Regions from separate parts of the Ovis aries genome. Here region 1 is linked to region 2. Evidence: chromatin contacts called from public Hi-C data. All regions are on one chromosome and are shown on one strand. Each heading gives the region's core, a stretch centred on a gene start, on an enhancer-like site or on the middle of the called end of the contact. The rest is flanking DNA. Distances are from core to core; before and after follow the strand shown. Region 1 holds the start of CITED2 (Cbp/p300 interacting transactivator with Glu/Asp rich carboxy-terminal domain 2). Region 2 holds the start of HECA (hdc homolog, cell cycle regulator).

The links. A called contact is a pair of places that touch in the nucleus more often than the background predicts.
Region 1: a Hi-C map of muscle shows a contact between it and region 2, with 3 times the contacts expected there. The contact joins the promoter of CITED2 here to the promoter of HECA in region 2. A contact is called at or near these places in 8 of 16 Hi-C or Micro-C datasets (blood, hypothalamus, mixed tissues and 3 more).

What each region holds. Positions count from the first base shown.
Region 1 is chr8:64,321,307-64,325,286 of ARS-UI_Ramb_v3.0, reverse strand. It overlaps CITED2 (Cbp/p300 interacting transactivator with Glu/Asp rich carboxy-terminal domain 2), which reads left to right and starts at 1,609. Exons shown (of 2, transcript NM_001308562.1): 1 at 1,609-1,833; 2 at 2,298-3,588. The coding sequence starts at 2,306. The coding sequence ends at 3,127.
Region 2 is chr8:64,127,067-64,130,832 of ARS-UI_Ramb_v3.0, reverse strand. It overlaps HECA (hdc homolog, cell cycle regulator), which reads right to left and starts at 1,529. Exons shown (of 4, transcript XM_027972500.3): 1 at 1,149-1,529. The coding sequence starts at 1,419. It overlaps LOC132660207 (a long non-coding RNA gene), which reads left to right and starts at 1,199. Exons shown (of 2, transcript XR_009601531.1): 1 at 1,199-1,974.

The DNA of each region.
Region 1 (3,980 bases), core at 360-2,859, 190 kb before region 2:
CAAATTCCTGAAAGGGGAAATGTATCAGAATTTCCAGTCTTCAAAAAGGGCCTTTAAAAGTCCTGTGAGCAAGATGGGAGAAAAAAAAAGGGGCGGGGGGGGGGGGGACTTGCTCTTCACAGCAGGAAGTCGTCAATGGATATCTAGTTATGAAGAAACAACTCTGAACAGAAGTCCTTATTCGGAGCGCTAAACTCACTTTTACCACATAAAGAGCAATTTAAAAGCTCCGAGCAACCTCATCACGGTGTTGGGGAAACAATTCGGCTTCCCCATTTGAGAAAGCAAGAGAGCTCCGACTGGGTAGTGGCCCAGGCCCGCGTTAGGGCTTTTATTTGCAAGTCAATGAGCCAAATGGACGACCAGGCTAGTTGTGCCGCGTTCTGGGAAGCAAGGTTATTATTATCGCCTATTGGCCCACTGAGCAATTTCACTGAAAAGGAAGAGTCCCAGCAGTGTGTGTGCGCGCGCGGTGCCATACGGGACGTGCAGCTACGTGCCCACCTCCAGAACGACTTTATTTACAAAGCGATTACCATGTTATCTATTTGTTTTCCTTTTCCAGCTTCAGCAGCCTTACTCAGCCCTCGAATTTCTTAATTACAAACCCGTTCGCTTCTAAATCAACCCCAAACCGTCAGGCAGAGCCCGGAGGGAGGCTGTGCAAGTTTGCACACACCCCCACCTCCCGGATCAAGGGCAACAGCAGAAGCAAGAAACTGTGTATGTGCAAAAAGGTGGATCTGGGGACGAGGATCGCTGAGTTTGTTTACAGAGCAGAGACGCCTCAGCTCGGATGCCAAAGCTACCAAGAGCTGCAAACGCAAACTTAGCAGAAGCACACGTACCCCGAGAGCGGCGAGTTGCCGCGAAACCGCGGACCGGATTCCCAGGCGCTGGAGCGGAGGCGGCCGAGCCCGCGAACGCGCTCGGTCCACCTGCAGCGGCTGCCGCTGCCGCTCCCCGCCCCCAGCTCCTGTCCTTGAAAGGAGTGGAGGAAATGCATCTACACGCAAAATGTCTAGATCAGGTTTACCTACTGCTCCTATAAAAACACAAAGGCACAGTCCAGGAAAGCGCGCACAGGGGAGGGGGCATTATTTGCCCGTGGCTTAAAAACCCACTCTGGTAAACACAGCCATTCTTTGCAACCTGGGTAGGCTTTTGCAAAGCCGCGGAGGCAGAAAGGCACTAAACAGGGGGCGCTGTGTGAACCCTATTTTCCCACAGAAAGCAGCCCAGGTCGCTAGGTGAGCTCGAGGTGGGGATTCGGCCAGAGGGGGGCGGTGAGTTTTCCTAGTTTCTCTCGCGGCGGGCGCTACCTTCGGGCTGAGAGTCCAGGGAGGACTTTCTGTGCCGGGGGAGGTCTGGCCTGGTATTTGTGGGCCGAGAAGAAACCAGAATCGGGGGACAGCGGGGCGGCGCCTGGGCCCTCAGGCTCTGCGCACGTGCCTCCGGCCGCGGGGACGCGGCTGCCCAGCCCGGTCCCGCGTGCCTGATGTTCCGGAATCCGCGTTTGCCAGCCGCCCGCTGGGGAGGCTCTCGCTCCGCCCTTCCTGAAATCCCTTATATTAACTGTGGCCAAAGCCCTAAGAAACACAGCTCATTGTTGGCAGCTGCCGGGCGGTCTCGCCGAGCTGTGAGTGCAGCAGAGGGGAAATAAAAGGGAACGGCTCCGATCCTGCCCCAGCGGCTGCTGCAAGACTTCGGCGCAGACTTCGCGACTGTGAGCGCCTTGCACGCCAGGAAGGCCCCCTCTATGTGCTGCTGAGCCGGTCCTGGACCCGACGATCCCGCCCTCGGTCTTCGGAGCAGAAATTGCAAGGACGGAAGGTAAGTGCGGCGGGCGAAGCTGGCTGGGGCTCCTGCCAGGCCAGTCCTCCGAGGGCTGGGTTTGCCCGGAGGAAGAGCGCGAGGCGGAGCTGGGGAATAACAACAGGATGTGCAACAACAGGATGAGGAGGGCTGATTTAATGCCTGAAGTTCGCGGCTGGGCTATGGGGCACTTCCTTTATTAGGCGACTTCGGGGAGCCAGAGGGGGGTGTGGGCTTGGGTGCCCCGCCGGATCGCAGGGAAAAGAGCTGTTTGTGCAGCGCGCAGATCTTCTGTTGTGGATGGCAGGTCTTCCTTGGTGGGTAGCCCGGGTGCACAGGCTCCTAGTGGGATTTTCGGGATGAGGATTCGCAGCTGAAGTGCGTCGGGTGAACCTGGGAGCCAGGGGCGAGGAAAAGTGGGGTGCGCTGTGGTGGGCGACACGTGTGGCGCGGGTCTTACTGTCTGCCCTTTTCACTCGCAGGACTGGAAATGGCAGACCATATGATGGCCATGAACCACGGGCGCTTCCCCGACGGCACCAATGGGCTGCACCACCACCCTGCCCACCGCATGGGTATGGGGCAATTTCCTAGCCCCCATCATCACCAGCAGCAGCAGCCGCAACACGCCTTCAACGCCCTGATGGGCGAGCACATACACTACGGCGCGAGCAACATGAATGCCTCGAGCGGCATCAGGCACGCGATGGGGCCGGGGACTGTAAACGGAGGGCACCCCCCGAGCGCTCTGGCCCCCGCGGCCAGGTTTAACAACTCCCAGTTTATGGGCCCCCCGGTGGCCAGCCAGGGAGGCTCCCTGCCAGCCAGCATGCAGCTGCAGAAGCTCAACAACCAGTATTTCAACCATCACCCCTACCCCCACAACCACTACATGCCGGATTTGCACCCTGCTGCGGGCCACCAGATGAACGGGACAAACCAGCACTTCCGAGATTGCAACCCCAAGCACAGCGGCGGCAGCAGCACCCCCGGCGGCTCGGGCGGCAGCAGCACCCCCGGCGGCTCCGCGGGCACTTCGGGCGGCGGCGCGGGCAGCAGCAATAGCGGCGGCGGCAGCGGCGGCGGCAGCAGCAGCAACATGCCCGCCTCCGTGGCCCACGTCCCTGCTGCAGTGCTGCCGCCCAATGTCATAGACACTGATTTCATCGACGAGGAAGTGCTCATGTCCTTAGTGATAGAAATGGGTTTGGACCGCATCAAGGAGCTGCCCGAACTCTGGCTGGGGCAAAACGAGTTTGATTTTATGACGGACTTCGTGTGCAAACAACAGCCCAGCAGAGTAAGCTGTTGACTCGATCGAAACCCCGGCGAAAAAAAAAATCAAATCCCCCAACTTCTTCGGTGTGAATTAAAAAAAACATTCCCTTTAGACACAGTATCTCACTTTTCAGAGCGTGAAAGGTTTGAGAACTTGGAAACAAAGTAAACTATAAACTTGTACAAATTGGTTTAAAAAATTGCTGCCACTTTTTTTTTTTTTTTCCTGTTTTTGTTTCGTTTTTGTAGCCTGGACATTCACCTCCCTTATGTAGTTGAAATACCTAGCTAACTTGGTCTTTTTTGTTGTTTGTTTTTACTCCTTATTTCCTCACTTTCTCCAGTGCTCAACTGTTAGATATTAATCTTGGCAAACTGCTTAATCTTGTGGATTTTGTAGATGGTTTCAAATGACTGAACTGCATTCAGATTTATGAGGAAAAGGAAAAATTGCATTAGTTGGTTGCATGAACTTTGAAGGGCAGATATTACTGCACAAACTCTGCCATCTCGCTTCATATTTTTAACTATGCATTTGAGTACAGACTAATTTTTAAAATATGCTTAACTGGAAGATTAAACAGATGTGGGCCAAACCATTCTGGATCAGGAAAAGTCATACTGTTCACTTTCAAGGTGGCTGTCCCCCTCCCCCATATGTACAGACAATAATAGGGTGTGGAATGTCGTCAGTGGCAAACATTTCACAGATTTTTATTTTGTTTCTGTCTTCAACATTTTTGACACTGTGCTAATAGTTATATTCAGTACATGAAAAGATACTACTGTGTTGAAAGCTTTTTAGGAAATTTTGACAGTATTTTTGTACAAAACATTTTTTTGAAAAAATACTTGTTAATTTATTCTATTTTAATTTGCCAATGTCA
Region 2 (3,766 bases), core at 280-2,779:
CGGGCGACAGGGGGGAGGGGGGGGAACCTTCCTATTTCAAAATTGCAGAGATATAGCCAAGGGGCCTAAGGTTCTAATAGGCTAATCTTCAGCCTCCTCTGCTCTGATAACCAAGCGGGTTCTTCTAAGTGCAGGTCACCAGTTTAAAAAGTAAGTGATCTACATAAAGAAGGGCTTTGGAAGCTGAAACCTACAAGTTAAAAGTCAGATATTAGGAACCCAATCTCTCTTCATTAAAATATACCTATATTCCCTGCTCTGAAAACCTGCTTGACCAGAGGAATTCAAAGAACTGCCCAAGTCCGAAAAAGTGTTTGCCCAGCACGCTGTAAGACTGTGTCTCTGCAGTGACAACGGCAATCTTGTGGTATCTTCACTATTTCTTAAACGCTCTCTCAAAAGGTGCATTCAGGTTATTAAGCTTCCTCCTAAAATGTGAAGTAGAATTAAATAATGATTTTTTTTTTAACTCCGGGCTGAGAACGGAAGTCAAGTTCAGATTCTCTTCCTTCCTCAAGCGAGCAGAATTAAAGAGCACACCCCCGCCCCCTCAGCCCAGCGACACACACACACACACACACACACACACACCCTACAGTAAAAATGTCTCGGGGCCTCTTCACCTGTGGCAGTCGACACAGCAAGCCCTGGTCGGCCGGGATTTGAGGCTCCCCTTCACTCAGGGGAGGGGAAGGCGGGTGGGTGAGGGGAGCACAGGGAAGAAGGAACTGGTGCCTAAGTTTCCAATCGGACCATTCTTCTCAACTTGAGCAGCTCTTTCTTCCCTTCCTTCGTCCTCCCTGGTCTAGAGCACACACTCGGCTTTGCCAGCGCGAGCACAACGGGCAGGGCCCGAGGGGAGCGCCGCCCCGACCGGGGACCCGAAAGCCCCTCGGAGTTTGGGGCGCAGGCTGCCCGAGGCGCGCGACCGGAGAGCCGCGCGGACACCGAGCCAGGGCCGGCGATCGATCGCCGCCGCCGTGCGTGGGGACCGGGAAGGGGCAGCCGCGGCGGGGCGGAGGGGCGGGGTGAGCACTTCCTGACTCTCGCATTGTCCACGCATCGCCCGCGCCACCCTGGGCCCCGCCGCCGCCGCGCCGTCCCCGTCGGTGAGGAAGTTGGCGCTCGCCTGACCGGACCCGACTTACCGTTCTTGGCGTCGCCCGCGGCTGCAGCCCCCGCGGCGGCCGCGGCGTTGGCGGCGCCCGGCCCCGCGCCTCCCGCGCCCGCCGCGCCCCCGGTGCCGGGTGCGCCCGCCGCCGCTGCTCCGCAGCCGGCCGCCGCCGCCAGGGCCCCCCCGGCCGCGGCGCCCGCCGCGCCCGCCACTGCCAGGGCCCCGGCTCCATTTTCCTGCTCGTCCCCGCTGCTGTTGGCGCGCTTGTTTTTGCGGCCGCCTTTACTGTTTTTGGGATTGGGCATCTCGCGAGCGTCCAGGTACCCCGCGTCGGTGAAGGCGGCTCCCAGCGGCGCGACGCCGGGTTCGGGAGGCCGAGAACGGAGGGCGCGGGCCGGCGGCTCCGCTGGCGCCCGTCTAGCCGCGCGGCCCGCGCCGCGCCATCCCGGCTGCCGCGCCCTCCCCGGCTTCCTGGAGCCGGCGCGCGGTCACCCGAGGCTCGCAGCCGCGCGGGCGCCGCGGGCTCGGGGCGCGAGCAAGAAGCTCTCCAGCCGGAGGGAAAAGGCGGGTCTCGGGCTTGTTTTGATTCGGCTTCGCTGACACGCTCTGGCCCCGCCCCTCCCGTGACGACACTGGGGATTCGGCCTGGCCGCACCCACTAGGTGACCTCATGGTGGCCTGGCCCGCCCGCGTGACGTCACGCCCCGCGCTGAGCCGGCAGCCTTGGAGTGACGTCATCGGGGCGCCCGCACCCCGGGTCTCCGACTGCACCTGGGTGCCTGAGGACCTACCTTCCTGAAATGGCCCTAAACGCCAGTCCAGTGGCATCTGGAGTTAGTCGGAGGCCTTCTGACCTGCATGTAATTGAGGCTTAGAACGATATGATCGGGAGAAAATGGGGGTGGGGGGGTGACCAGAACAGAATTGGAAAACAAAGGGTTTCTAATTAATCATACATCAAAAGGCTCTGCCATTCAGAAGCAATTGTAGATTCACTAATTAAAGAAATCGAGTCAAGTTCCTAGAAAATGAGAAAGGACAGAAGAGTCCGTGAATGGAAGGCCGTCACAGTCTAGTGGTGAAACCGCTGGTTCAAACAGAACCCACCATCCAGGGATGATACTAAACGTCTCCAGGGACGGAGAAGCAGGTTCTTCTTGGAGGGGACACCCAATCTCCGTGGACTGAGTTGTCCTGAAAGCCCGGCGGCCACTGTTGTGAGCAGGTGGAGAGCAGAGGGTGACACCAGTGATAAGGCAGTGACTTGAGGGGCAGGGAACCCCAGGAACAGTTTCCCGTGGTCTCTTTTTCTGCAACTCTTTTTCGGCTTTTTTGAAGACTAGCTCCTTCCCACCCTTCAGGTCTCAGCTCAAACACATCACTTCCTTCACAATGATACAACTGACGCCATTCCCCAAAAGGGCTATCAGAAGTACCACTCATCCATCTCTAATTAGGTTGTCAATGTATATATGTTTATTTATTTCCTGTCTATCTGCTTCTCAAATGAAAGTTCATGTAGGACATTTTATCTGTCTTGGGCACCTCAGCAGGACAGCTGGCATGTATTTGTTGAGTGTATATGTTCTTTTGCCATGAACTGTGGAGGGAAAACCATGTTAACTGACAATTTACAGTTCTCCCTTCCTATACAGTGTGATCTTCTTTAATTAACCCAGCTTTCCAGTAAAGAATCTTGGAACTCTGCTCAATGTTATATGGAAGTCTGGATGGGAGGGGAGTACGGGGGAGAATGGATTTATCTATATGTATGGCTGAGTCCCTTTGCTGTCCACCTGAAACTACCACAACATTTTTAATTGGCTATACTCTAATACAAAATAAAAAGGGTTTAGGTTTTTTTAACTTTTTAAAAAATCTTTAGTTGTGTTCTGAAACATAAAGAGGTAGACAGGGAAGTACTTGCCCTGTGTTTACGTAATGGGGAAACTCCCTGGGAATATTGGGCATTCATAACAGAGCCAGGAGCTGCAAGAGAGCACACTCAGGAGCAGGTTGGACTTTCCAGGAGGAAAGTGATGAATCTTTTAATTCCCTAATTTTGCCAGAGGAGAGTTGATTTCCTTTGCATAAGGAAATCAACCCTGAATATTCACTGGAAGGACTGATGCTGAAGGTGAAGCTCCAATATTTTGGCTACCTAATCTGAAGAGCCGAGTCTTTGGAAAAGACTCTGATGCTGGGAAAGACTGAGGGCAGGAGGAGAAGCAGGTGACAGAGGATGAGATGGTTGGATGGCATCACCAACTCAATGGACATGAGTTTGAGCAAACTCTGGAAGACAAGGAAGGACAGGGAAGCATGGCATGCTGCAGTCCAGGGGGTCGCAAAGAATCGGACACCACTTAGTAACTGAACAACAACAACAATTTTCATGTCTATTTCTCCTTCACCCTGATTTCCCTAAGCAGTTGGGGAGGCAGGATTGTCTATCTTTCTAACTTTGCAGAGTCTAGCATAAAGCCTGACCCACAGTTAGTGTTCGATAAAATTTTGTAGAATGGATAATGCCTAAAGCATTCTTCTTCTGGCTACATTCTTCTGAACCTTTCAGTCTCAGCTAAATCATCAGTTCTCTGGGATCCCAATGTACTCCCTGTACCTTGCTCACAAGAGCTTACACACAACATG